3 separate regions of the Sus scrofa genome follow, and regions 1 and 2 are each linked to region 3. The links are chromatin contacts, called in public HiChIP or PLAC-seq maps. All regions are on one chromosome and are shown on one strand. Each heading gives the region's core, a stretch centred on a gene start, on an enhancer-like site or on the middle of the called end of the contact. The rest is flanking DNA. Distances are from core to core; before and after follow the strand shown.

Region 1 (4,399 bases), core at 713-3,212, 200 kb after region 3:
AGGGCATCGCTGTTGCTGGGGATCGTGTGTCCGGCCACGTGGAGGAAGTTGGCCTGAGAAAAGCCAAACCATATTCGGTGCGAAGAGAAAAGAGAAAGTCTTGTTCGCCTTCAAACTTCTGGATCCAGTGGTTTTAGAGGCTCTGCTGCTTCTTTTCCATGGTTGCTTGAGACTTGTCAATAAACACTTTTCTTTTTTTTTTTTCGTTTAAACTATTTCCAGTTGAGTTTATGCTCCTTAAAGAGCCAAACTAATGTGTCTGCCTGCAGCATATTACACTGCAATATCACGTCTACTGCCATGAGTTTGTTATAACCCTCCCATGTAAGAAGGAATAAGACTCAGTCATGTTAGATAAATTATCCCAAATCTCACATTGTGTCATTGGTATAATTATGTCACGCTCCAGGACATGCTATTAGGACCCTGATTTCTTTTTATTTCTATGACAAGCCCTTGAAAGGGTAGACCTGGACAAGCATTGTTAGTCCTAATTTTATTTTATTTTTATTATTTTATTTTGTCAGGGTTTTTTTTTTTTTTTTTTTTTTTTTGTCTCTTTAGGGCCACACCCACAGCATGTGGAAGTTCCCAGGCTAGGGGTTGAATCGGAGCTGGAGCTGCAACTGCCGGCCTACACCACAGCCAAAGCAATGTGGGATCCAAGCCACATCTGTGACCTACACCACAGCTCATGCACAGCAATGCCAGATCCTTAACCCAATGAGCGAGGCCAGGGATCAAACCAGCAATCCTCATGGATACCAGTCAAGCTCTTAACCCACTGAGCCACAACAGGAACTCCATTAAGCCTAATTGTAGATGAGAAAACTGAGATTCAGAGACAGTGGGTAACTTCCTTCCTATCAAACAGTCAGCCAGTGCTGGGACCGGCCTTGGACCCATGACTTCCCACATAACATCCAGTGCTCCCTGCAACCACACCTCATTGTATAGCCGCGAGCACATGCTCTCTCGCACGCACGCACGCACGCACACGCGTGCACACAAACATGCACACATATGCACTCGCACGCACACACATACGCGTGCACACGCACACGCACACACACTCATAGACATGCATGAGCACCAAGGTCAACGTCAGTCAAAATGACTGTTCTTAGGAATATCTTTAAGTGTTTTAAGTTACTGCTGCCCATAATTATTTATTTTCTGCCAAAACACTGGTTTAGGAACCACCTAACTCTTCTGCAGATCTAACTGTGATAAAATATTTCCCATTATCTTGAGACTTAATAACACATAAATAGCTTGTACTTTGTCTCTCTTGGTTTTGATACCTAATGAAATGTGAAAAAGCAAGATGACACATAAAAGAAAAGCAAAAGATAACTAATTCAGAGATTAACTTTGGAAAAGCTCCAAAATTAGATCGTGTAATTAGTTCACACTTTAGAAGCCTTTGGTGGAATTAGATTTATGCAAACAAATTCCATTCACATAGTTTAGGAAGACTGAATGATTTTGTAGGTGAATTATGCTTAAAGTGAAGGATTACGTAAGTCTTATTCCCAACTTTTCTCTCTGTAAGAACTAGTTGCTTTTTGCTTGTTTGTTTGCTTGTTTGCTTTTTTCTTTCTACGCCCAAACCTGTGGCATATGGGAGTTCCCAGGCTAAGGGTCAAGTCAAAGCTGCAGCCGCCAGCCTACACTACAGCCACAGCAATACAGGATCCAAGCTTCGCAGCCTGTGGCAACGCCCAATCCTTAACTTACTGAGCTAAACGGCAGCAACTCTTAAAAAAAAAAAAAAAAAAAAAAAAATAGACCTAAACATTCCTTGAAGGCAAGAGGCCAAGGTTGGTAGGTTCCAAACTTGATCTGCTCTGGTTTTCACATCTCTTATGCAACACTGTACAGAGGTTAAAGGAGTAAATGGCTAGACAGTGCCCCTGGGTTTTTTTTAATTGTATTTTTTGTTGTTGCAGGAAATCCATCATACCAAAAGTCACTGATGGGATTGCAGTCATTACAGTGCTCAAGGAAGGAAATACTGAAGCTCAGGGCTCTGTCAGCCACTGGGAAAGACAAACTCTGCAGGGCTTTCCCACTTGAAGCGTTTATTACTCAGTATTAGCTGCGTTTAACCATATGCTTAAATACCAACTACAGTACTTAAGACATAACTTAAGACATTTCTCAGTGGACATTCTTCCCTATATTATGAAAATCAGATCTAAGATTCACCTCAGTAGATAACAATGAACCAATATAAACAAACCATCCAGTCGAGTTCAGTCAACTCATGAGATGTTAAAAAGAACAACAAAAAATTTTTTTTTACCAAATGGACTGGTTGTTTGTCTATATGGACAAAACGAAATGATTATTTCATTGTGCAAATATTTCTTGGACAGTTTCCCCCCTGTTTACGAACCAGCTATTTTCAGACTAGTCAGTACGTGTATACGCTGTCAGAGACTAGAGGAAGACAGGTCAGGGAAGTTTTGAATGTGGCATTTAGCCAAAAAGTTTTAAATTCGGTTTGGATTTGGGCTCAGCTGTGAAACACGTGCCTGGGTGTAGGGAATAAGAGTTTCAGTCTGGAAAAATATCGGGATGTGTAACAGCTGCCACTCCCAGCGCTTCCATGAAAACAGCCTGGGCTGGTCTGCCAGTTCCCATCGTGTTTGAGAACCGTGTGTAAACATTCCAAAACAGGCAGTGTTTTTAAACCTTGTAATGAGTTGGGTGCAGTTTTCAAGGATCAAATATTTGAGAAACAAAAATCATACCATGAGATTAAAAAAAAAAACCCTTGTGAAAAATGAGATGGAATGCAAAACTGTCGTTTTTGATATTTCAGCTCTGAGTTAAGACTTCATAGAGATATTTTCATTTACTCCTTGCTGGCTTAATACAAATTCAGATCAGTTCTGGTTTGAGAAAAGATGATGTCCGGCGTTACTTTTCTATTTGCATGAAACTCCATGGCAATGAAGTTGAACTAGAGAAAAACAGAGGTGGGGTGAAAGAGGAGATCTCCAAACTTTTGAGAGTGAAAATGCTGAGATGTCTATATTTTCTGTGTATTTAGTTGCATTTTTAAAAAAGCAAATGGATGTTATAAACTGTCATATATATTTATATATAGGAGTTAATTAAAATTTTCAAATTTTGTGTGCATTTCCCCAGACAATGACCGTTTCTCTGACATTTTGCATGGTTTGCTCTGATGTCAGGAGAGGCACTATCTCAAGAGTATTTGCACGCACCTTTTTCATCCGTCTTTGGATCTGAACATTTCTGTGATCCTGGGGTAGCTCCCATGAAGTTCCAGGAAGGGATCCTCGATCAGTCGAAAACAAAGGAGCTCCCTGACTATGGACAAACAATTTTTCTTAACAGATTTTATGGCTGATTTCTTATTACATAATGAACTTTATCATAGAAAATATAGCTTGGCAAAAATAATGAAGAATAACAAAATTAAAATTCTTTCTTCTGTATCTGCCACATTGGAAATAATTTTGCTATATCTTTAACTATTTATACAACATAAATTCCCAAAAGTGAAATTATAGCTTAAAGGCACATATAATTCTAAATCTCTTGATTACCTATAATCAAATGGACTTGCAGAAATTCATAAATTTTTAGGATTATTATTAGTGCTCATGAACATGTCTGTTTCCTCACTGTTTTTTTCTTTTTTTTTGCTTTTTAGGGACGCACTCACAGCCAATGGAGATTCCCAAGCTAGGGGTTGAATTGGAGTTGTAGCTGCTGGCCTACACCACAGCCGCAGCAATGCAGGAGACTTAACCCACTGAGCAAGGCCAGGAATTGAACTTGCATCCTCATGGATACCAGTCAGATTCATTTCCGCTGAGCCACAACAGGAACTCCCATACACGCTATTTAAAGACTGTAACTAATAAAAACATTAAGAAGTAAAGAAAACTTGTGAATAGTGTTAGTCAAAGGAAATCTTTCTTGGAGACCCACCCCTTACTGCGAGCAAAACCTGGCCTTCTAGGGTGATGACATAAATGGCAGCGCTCGTGTTTCCTGTCTTGTGTCCAGTCTCAGCCTAGACCAGGTGATGAGTGTGGGCTGGCTCAACAGGAGGCCTCATTCAGGTGCTATGATGCCTCTTGCAGATGCTCTAGCAGCTTGAAGAATGAGCATCAATTCAGCTTGAGCAATATACTATCAGAGAGGTAATAGTTCTATATCTATTGATGCACAAATCAATAATGAAGTACACATGTGTTTAATTTTTTGATAAGAGCCATGCAATATTCATGTTAAAGTATTGTGAATATTCACACTGCTTTCCTCAGTTTTATACAAAATCCTCTTCTGAAATACTTTCTAAGCAATGCATTTCCCCCCTCCAGGTGGAATTTGGAATAATTTTGTGAACCTTTCA
Region 2 (4,376 bases), core at 438-2,937, 170 kb after region 3:
GGTCAGGGGAGGGGACGGCCATGGTCAAGGAGCAGGGCAGGGAAAGACCCAAGTCTGCTTGAAGGTCACGGAGCAACACGGACCCAGGAAGGGCAGTAGGATAAGGCAGAGTTGGCTTGATCAGAGGGGAAACTTTCTAACAACCCGAGCTGTCCAAAAATAAAACGCAGTCCCTATCAAGAAAGAGATGCAGTCAGTCAGGCAACATGAGGGGGCATGGCTGCCAGCGACAACTGTTGCAGACACATGGCCATCACCGGGGGTTAACAGATGCTGGGAAGAGAGGCCCGGGTTCCATCGCACTGGGAGGCCGCCTGGACCAGAGTGAGCTTGCAGGGTCCCCGAGGGGTTAAGCAACACAAGTCAGAGGCCCCAGGAGCCTGGGATGAAAGGCACGTTTGGGGCTCAGGGCACGGGAAACATGTGTGATTGATGTGGCCTTGGGTGTGGTTTTACTCTTTTTTTAACATACCTATCTTTGATTTAAAAAAGTAGAATTCATACTAAGTGGAGTAAGTCAGAAAGAGAAAGACAAATACCCATATGATATCACTTCTATGTGGAATCTAATATATGGCACAGATGAACCTTTCCACAGAACAGAAACAGACTCGCAGACATGGAGAGCAGACTTGTAGTTGCCAAGGCAGGAGCGGAGTGGAATGGACTGGGAATATGGGGCGAGTGGACGCAAGCAATTACATTTAGGATGGATAAGTAGTGTTCTCAACGTGGCTCAGTGGAAATGAACCCAACCAGTATCCATGAGGATGCAGGTTCAATTCCTGGCCTTGCTCAGTGGGTTAGGGATCTGGCATTGCCATGAGCTGTGGTGTACGTTGCGATGTGGCTTGGATCTGGCATTGCTGTGGCTGAGGCATCGTCTGGCAGCTGTGGCTCTGATTTGACCTCTAGCCTGGGAACTCTGGGAAATTTGCAAACTTCCATATGCCTTGGGTGCAGCCCTTAAAAAAAAAAAAAAAAAAAGCAATGAGGTCCTACTGTACAGCACAGGGAACTCCAGCCAATCCCTGTAATAGAACCCGATGAGGATAATGTGAGAAAAATTGTGTATATGTATGTATGACTGGGTCACTTTGCTGTATAGCAGAAATTGACAGAACACTGTACATCAACTATACTTTAATTAAAAAATAAAAGTAAAAATATTTTTTTTTAAAAAAGGTAGACTTGAAAGGGGACCCACAGACCAAACTGAGGCGGGAGGCCCCGAATCTAATCCTGATTCAGCACACCCTCCCCGCAGAAGCTCAGGTTTGGGGGAGCGATTCCTCAGTTCTCATCCAGCTCTAAATTTTTAAAAAAAAGAGACGCGGTTGCTTAAAACGAGACTGTCTAAATTGTTACTTTCCTAGAATGTAATTGAGCCTCTCTTCCAAGCCTGGATATAGTTTCTTTCACATCTTTGTGAGCAGAAGGAAACCGGATTGAAAAACAAGCGTCTGACTTCCCACCAGGGACGCAATTCAGATGGTGGTGAGGAGAAAACATGTGAATGGATTCAAAGCTCGCAAATACAGAAGCCGCAGAAGATCGCCTTAGATCTATCCCAGCCCTCACGACGTGGGTCAGACAGGGACCGAAATGTTTGAGAGGTGAGGCTGGGCGGCGTGTCAGGACGAGATTAGAAAGGAATAGGCCGCACAAAGGCCAGTGCTATTTTGGTTTGCACCCGGAAAGGCATCCTGTCATGGGATATTATGCGCTGTGTGGGCACCTCGGAGCGCAGTCACACCGAGGACGCCGAAGCAATGAAAAGGAAGACGGAGAGCAGCAATCAGCACAGGCGCTCAGAGGGCGGCGGGTGGAGCCCCCAGCCCCGCACCTCGGAGGAGCTCAGCGCCTGTGAGCGGAGCGGACAACTCAGAACTAAGGGAATGAAGGGCCGGGCCCAGGAGGAGACGCTTAGCTTGTAAAACGGGAATAAATAAATACGCGTCCAGGGTGAGCGAACCCGATCTGATACTGACATTGACCGACGTATGTGTTTGCAAGGCATTTGTGCAAAGGCCTAAGGTCGGCATCTGAACCAAGATGCTGAGCCAAAAAAATGTGGATAAAAGTAAATGTCGGCAGAGGCACAAACAGAAAGCAGACGCGGGTTACCAGGGAAGGGGGGCATTTCCCCCACGGGAGAGGGGCAGCCCGGAGCGGGACGGAAAACCCTGCAGGGGGACCCACAGGTCTACATGGCGGGCCTTGGGCCTCGCAGAAGGGTGCCCCGCGTTGGGCAGGGTTACTTCATGGGTCATCTCCGCATCTCATCGTCAACATTTTTTCCAGCATCCATCAGCCCTGCGGCCCACCCGGACCGCAGAGGACTCCCTGACCCTGCAGTTCTGGGGTTTGAGAAGGAAAGCCTGGGTGTGGGACGTTTTGATCATTCTGTTAGTCGGTCAGCAAACTTCTTGACCTTCTAAAACACAGAGCAGATAAGAGCGTTAAAAGAGAGAGAGAGACATCCTTTCAAATCACAATGTCAAGGAAGGTAAACAATACAAACAGAAAATTGATTATAAAAATTGGCAGCTTTAATAAAAGCTAAAAGTAACAAGACAAAACAATAAAATGTTAAAACTGTAAAACAATCCAGGGATACACAAAATGGTTTGTGAATAAGATAAATGGTCATCGGCATTTGGGGATGACCAAGGCGGGTTCAACACGCCTGGAAAGAAGTTTGGAAGCCTGAGGCGGGGGGGGGGGGGGGGGTTGAACAGCTTCCAGAACCCGAGGATGCCCCGTGGGTGCTCCCCTTGAGCCCTGATCACCCTGGAAGATCACCGCCAGTTTGCAGGTGAGGGGACCAAGCCTCACAGAAGGGCGGTCGCTTGTCGGCCTCCCTGAGAGTCGGTCTCCTGGTGGCTTCACGGTGCCTCCCACGCCTCTCCACAGCCACGTGATTGGCAAGACGATGGCGTAGAACAGAAACCAGGTTTGAAATGTGTTGGCTTTTGGGAGTTCCCATTGTGGCGCAGCGGAAACAAGTCTGACTAGTATCCGTGGGGATGTGGCTTCGATCAGTGGGTTGGGGATCAGGCGTTGCTATGAGCTGTGGTGTAGGTCACAGATGCAGCATGGATCCCACGTTGCCGTGGCTGTGGTGTAGGTTGGCAGCTGTAGCTCCGATTCGACCCCTAGCTTGGGAGCTTCCATATACTGCCAGCGCAGCCCTAAAAAAGGGGTGACAACAACCAAGAGTGTGAGAGAGCCAGCCTCCAGCCTTGGAGGGCTTTCCGGAGGAGACGGCAAAGGCGACACTCCAGGAGCCCTGCGATGGGGCCTGGCCCCCTGTCACTACAGGGCTGATTTTAAGAGTTTGCCCTTAAACCCCATTGGGCTGTGACCAGTCCCTGGAGGAGCCCAGGCCTGACACCTGGATTCCACCTGCTCCCCTTCTCAAAGACGTGGCCTGTGAATCAGAGACAGGAGCCCAGGAGCAAAAATGCAAGAAAGGGCTGTTTTTGTAAATTATTTGTAAATCGCTTTTTCTGGGCTAATTTGGAACAAAAAGTTATCGTCAGAGGCCATGGACTGCTTGAGCAGGATTCCCACCCACCAAGAGAGAACCGGGAGGCTGCTGGTGGGAGCCGTTCCCTCTCTCCAGCTCCACTGCCTTCCCCCGTAGGACAGGGATGTGGGATGGTCAGTCCTAAAGGTGGAAAGGTCTTCTCCAGGTGTGAATTTGCTGCAAGGCTCGGGAACTGAGGTCAATTCTGAATGGGGAGTTTATGTTTGACAGCCTTGAAGATTCTGATAATACGATGTCAGATTTCTCTGTTGAAATATCAAGTTCTGGGAGTTCCTGTTGTGGTTCAGTGGGTTAAGAACCCGATGTCTCCATGAGGATGCGGGTTCCATCCCTGGCTTCACTCAGTGGGTTAAGGATCCAGCATTGCTGTGAGCTGCAGCATAGTTTGCATTTGGCTGGCATGGCTGCGATGTAGGCCTGCAGCTGCAGCTCTGATGTGACCCCTAGCCTGGGAAATTCCATATGCCGCAGATGCAGCAGTAAAAAGGAAAAAAGAAAAGGAAATTAAGCTCTGAAAGTCAGAAGTGGGTTCGACATGCAACTCTTGGTTACCAGGGTCTCGTGGTAATTCTACACTTTGGCCCCCAAACTTGGCGGACTCATTGAGCAAAGGCAGTCAGATCCTGTTTCCAGTCTTGACCACATGAGGCAGCGAGAGGGGACGAGCCGCTTGACTTCTCTCTGCTCAGTTTCAGCTTTAAAAATCTAGAAGTTCCGGGAGTTCCCATCGTGGCACAGTGGTTAACGAATCCGACTAGAAACCATGAGGTTTCGGGTTCGATCCCTGCCCTTGCTAAGTGGGTTAATGATTCGGCATTGCTGT
Region 3 (4,257 bases), core at 116-2,615:
TATTTTAAATTTGTTTTTAGTAACAATGACGAAACAGAAATAAGTAAAATGCCCACCAATATGGAAATGGTGAAGTAAATTATATTTTATTCCCTTGATGGAATATTACATTGCTATTTAAAGTGAAACATTTTAAGGATATGATAAAAGCAAGATAAAAAGTTTAAAATTAAGGTATGAAAATGAATATAATATAACTTTTTTTTTTTTTTTTTTTTTTTTTTTTTTGCTTTTTAGGGCCACACCCGCAGCATATGGAGATTCCCAGACTAGGAGTCTAATCTGAGCCACAGCTGCAGGCCTACACCAGAGCCACGGCCACACCAGATCCGAGCCACATCTGCGACCTACACCACAGCTCATGGCAACACCAGATCCTGCTGCTGAGTGAGGCCAGCGATTGAACCTGCAACCACACGGTTCCTAGTTGGATTCATTTCTGGTGTGCCACGACGGGAACTCCGTATATAATATAATCCAAATTGTGTGTTACTATGTGTGTGTTAAATACACATATATGCGCACACACGCATACATCAGAAGGAAATGCATTTAAATGCAATAATAATGGCTATTTCTTGGAAGGGAGGGTATAAAGGATTGCCTTTGGTTCTTTTGCTTACCATCTCTTCCATAACGAACTGTAAAATGAGAGAAGAAAAGTTGTTTTAAAAATTAAATTTTGAGATTCGTCTAGATTATGTCAAAATTTCTCTATAATTCTAAACATCTATTGCATTTATGAGCCAATTAAAAATTCAAAAATAACGAATAGGTTTTAGAATTTCCAAAAGTAGTCTGTCCGTAGAATAGAGACACTTTGTGCCATGATCTTTTCTCCTCCGGGGCTAGACTGTAGCAGACCTTGCGCCTGGGTTATAAAGATACCATACCCCCTTTTAGAAGCCAAAGCATGGCCATTCTCCACGGTTTAGGCGGGTCTGCTTCAGGCTTTGAATCCTGCAATAAGGTAGAGCCTCCTGGCTTAGGTCCTTGCTCTCCATCTCCTCACGTATTTCAAAAGATTTTGCCTCAAGGCCTCCAGGTCGTGGGATAAGAATTCAAGTCACTGCTTCCCTTTTTGTAGGAAGTACTTTCGAGGACCCTCCCTCTACACCTCCAAGCAGGAGAGTACTTAGTGGGTGTCTGGAAGCTCCCAAACCAGCAACTTCCACCCACACGTGTCCAGCAATTCGTGAGTCCCTGGGTTAAAATTTGCATCTAGGGTGGCGGTGTCTCATTCTTCCCATTTCTTCGAGCAGCGCCCTGGGCTCCCAGAGCGAAGATAATTCAGTGCATAGAGGGTGGCACACACTCCCTGGGGCAGCTGCTAGCAGAACGTTTATGACAAGGCAAAGCTCCCAGAGCCATCCGCTGTCATTTCACGACCCTGTGCAAGACGAGGCCAGGCTCAGGAAGCGTCGGCCAGCCACAGAGCGCCGCGCCAGGAATTCCGGGTCCCTGGAAAGGGTTTCTTCTGTATGATGTCCTTTCCCACTTACTTGGAAACACGTGTCACCACCCAGTCTGAGAACAGAACAGCACATGGAGAATCTGACTTTTCAAAACTTCAGTTCCCAACGCCTGGTCACAGACTCATAGACACTTCCTCCTCCCACAGACCCATCAGTCACTTCCCTGCTCTGGCCAAACCATGCCAGGGGCATGGCTGACTCAGAGAAAGGGGCATCTGGTCTAGAGGCCCTTGCAGAAGAAGCCCAGACTCCTCCGCTTCAAGCCACGTTGTCCCCGTGAGGAAATTACTTCGGGTACCCAACTTAAACTGCTCCTAAGCGTTTGTGGGTTTCTTTTTATTCAATTCTCATTCGAAGTAGAAAATAGCTGGGCACTATCTCTGACCCTCACTCCTGTCACTGTCACTGATGCTGCCTCTGCCGTTACCTCAATTACCTCATTTAATCTCACAGCAATCATAAGAAGGAGGCCTTGGCTTTACCTTATTATACATCAGAAAACTTAAGCTCCAAGAGATGAAAGCATTTGTCCAACGTAGAGCTGGGTAAGAGCAGAGCTGAACTGCCAGTTTTTTCCATGATGCCATGTTGCCAAATCGTATATCTTATATACCTGAAAGCTGCTCAACTTCCTGAGTCTTCATGAGGTGAAATTATCCTTGTCTCTCATCCTTCTCCTAACCTGGATTTCTGCGTCTCTTAAATCCCTGCCGATATCTGCGTGTTGAGAGGAAGGCTACCACTGTTAGTATTTTCCCCCGAGACCTGCCCTTGCAGATAACTGGGTTTGGCCTTGGCGGGGGTGGAGGAAGGAGAGTTAATTTTAAAACCTGGGGAGCAGTGTCAGCTCTGAAATCTCCTTAGGGAGGTGAGCCGGTCGGAAGGGAGCTTGGGAGACTCCCCTGGAAGCTGTGTTTGCAGAGAAGCACAGTCTTTGCTTTGCTTATGTGTGTATTTGAGTCGGCTTCCGGGGGTGACCCAGGAAGGCTGGAGATGGTGGTGAGTGAATCCCCGACCCGGGTCGCCCTGGATGCTGCCACTCCTGAGGAATTTTTGGAGACAGTTATTTTTGGTGGAAGGCGTCGTGGGATTTCTCTGGTAGCCCAAGGGGTGCATAAAAGTAGCTGTTGAGATCCAGGCAGACAGTAAGCTGCCGTGAGAAAACCAAGCGTCCCGTAAGCTGCAAAGCAGCCAGGCCTTTGAGCCCTGGTCCACGACACTGTGAAACGTAAGGAAGGGTTAGGCCAGATGGGCTCTGAGCGACACTGGACGGAAGAGCAGGCACAGCGCTGCTTCCTCAGGCAGCCTCCCCGTGGACGAGCCTGGCGTTTTCGCTTATTAGCCCACATTTTGCTTCTGCGACATAGTGAGTCAGAAGATAAATAGGCCGTTTTGATTTTGGATTTCTTATCTCGGATGCTAAAATCATTTAATGTTTCCATTCTCCTGTGCAGAGCCCAGGTAAAAAGATTTTTCTGTTTATTTCCAAGCACGTACCTAATTTAGAGGTTTTGACTTCCACGTCAAAATAACCCTACTGAGAGAAATAACAGAATACAAGTAGAAGAGTTAGGATTAGTCAATGTTAGTTTCTGTGTCTTGCTTTCCCTTACCTGTGGGGCGTCTTTGCACACAAACATTCACTTCTTTATTCTAATAGCTCTTTTATTTCTTCAGGTGCCCATGACCATGGGCGGGACAAATATACAAACATGTCTCTGATTCTCTTGCCATAACATTTGCTTCAAGAGAAAATTGTGCCATCTCGGGCTAAGTCACAAGAGCAAAACTTCCCCTTTCTTTGGTCAGTGACACTCTGCCCAATAGTGGAGGACAAAGGAAAATTCCCAGACAGCACACCAGCCTGGTCATGTGCTGGGCTTGTCTTCTTTTGATTAGCATTTGTTTATTTGTGTAGTAAATATTTTTTGAACACCCACCAGCTAAGAGTCACTATGTTCAGTCCTGGAAGTAGAAAGAAGGAGGGAGGGAACCAGGGAGAGAAGTAGGAAGGGAGGGAGGAGGGAAGGAGAAAAAAACCTGGACAAAATTCCTGTCCTTGCAGAAACAGTAGCCAAGCTCAGGAGGTAACTTCCCCAGGTTGCAAGTAAAGACGTGCCTGGCTTTAGAGATGAGAGGAGATTTCTTTTTTCTTTTTTTTTTTTTAATTACTCAGATGAACTTATCACATCTGTGGTTGTATAAGGATCATAACAATCTGATTTCACAGGATTTCCATCCACAGCCCAAGCACATCCCCCCACCCCCCAAACTGTCTCCTCCGGAGACCATAAGTTTTTCAATGTCTGTGAGTCAGCATCTGTTCTACAAAGAAGTTTAGTCTGTCCTTTTTTCAGATTCCACAGGTCAGTGAAAGCATTTGATGTTGGTGTCTCATTGTATGGCTGACTTCACTTAGCATGATAATTTCTAGGTCCATCCATGTTGCAAAAAATGCCAGTATTTTGTTCCTTTTAATGGCTGAGTAATATTCCATTGTGTATATGTACCACCTCTTCTTGATCCACTCTTCTGTTGATGGCATTTAGGTTGTTTCCACGTCTTGGCTATTGCAAATAGTGCTGCAATGAACACTGGAGTACATGTGTCTCTGCGAGTCGTGGTTTTCTCTGGATAGATGCCCAGGAGTGGGATTGCTGGATCAAATGGTAGTTCTATGTTTAGTTTTCTGAGGAATCTCCATATTGCTTTCCATAGTGGTTGCACCAATTTACAATCCCACCAACAGTGTACTAGGGTTCCTTTTTCGCCACACCCTCTC

What was found. HiChIP or PLAC-seq counts read pairs in DNA pulled down with a chosen protein or histone mark.
Region 1: an H3K27ac HiChIP or PLAC-seq map of skeletal muscle shows a contact between it and region 3. The contact joins two enhancer-like sites. A contact is called at or near these places in 2 of 47 Hi-C or Micro-C datasets (embryonic fibroblasts and liver) and 2 of 2 datasets of contacts at active chromatin or transcription factors (alveolar macrophages and skeletal muscle).
Region 2: an H3K27ac HiChIP or PLAC-seq map of skeletal muscle shows a contact between it and region 3. The contact joins two enhancer-like sites. A contact is called at or near these places in 1 of 47 Hi-C or Micro-C datasets (skeletal muscle) and 2 of 2 datasets of contacts at active chromatin or transcription factors (alveolar macrophages and skeletal muscle).

Annotation. Positions count from the first base shown.
Region 1 is chr1:4,900,539-4,904,937 of Sscrofa11.1, reverse strand. No RefSeq gene overlaps it. Among named protein-coding and RNA genes, the nearest start is that of QKI, 19 kb to the right of the region's middle. Within about 2 kb of position 1,962, at least 11 of the 83 cell types and tissues checked have an H3K27ac peak or open chromatin away from gene starts, as enhancers often do. A contact at or near this core is called in skeletal muscle, where this site is marked.
Region 2 is chr1:4,923,417-4,927,792 of Sscrofa11.1, reverse strand. No RefSeq gene overlaps it. Among named protein-coding and RNA genes, the nearest start is that of QKI, 42 kb to the right of the region's middle. Within about 2 kb of position 1,687, at least 7 of the 83 cell types and tissues checked have an H3K27ac peak or open chromatin away from gene starts, as enhancers often do. A contact at or near this core is called in skeletal muscle, where this site is marked.
Region 3 is chr1:5,097,494-5,101,750 of Sscrofa11.1, reverse strand. The region is part of intron 4 of PACRG (parkin coregulated gene protein); the gene reads left to right. Among named protein-coding and RNA genes, the nearest start is that of QKI, 220 kb to the right of the region's middle. Within about 2 kb of position 1,365, at least 8 of the 83 cell types and tissues checked have an H3K27ac peak or open chromatin away from gene starts, as enhancers often do. A contact at or near this core is called in skeletal muscle, where this site is marked.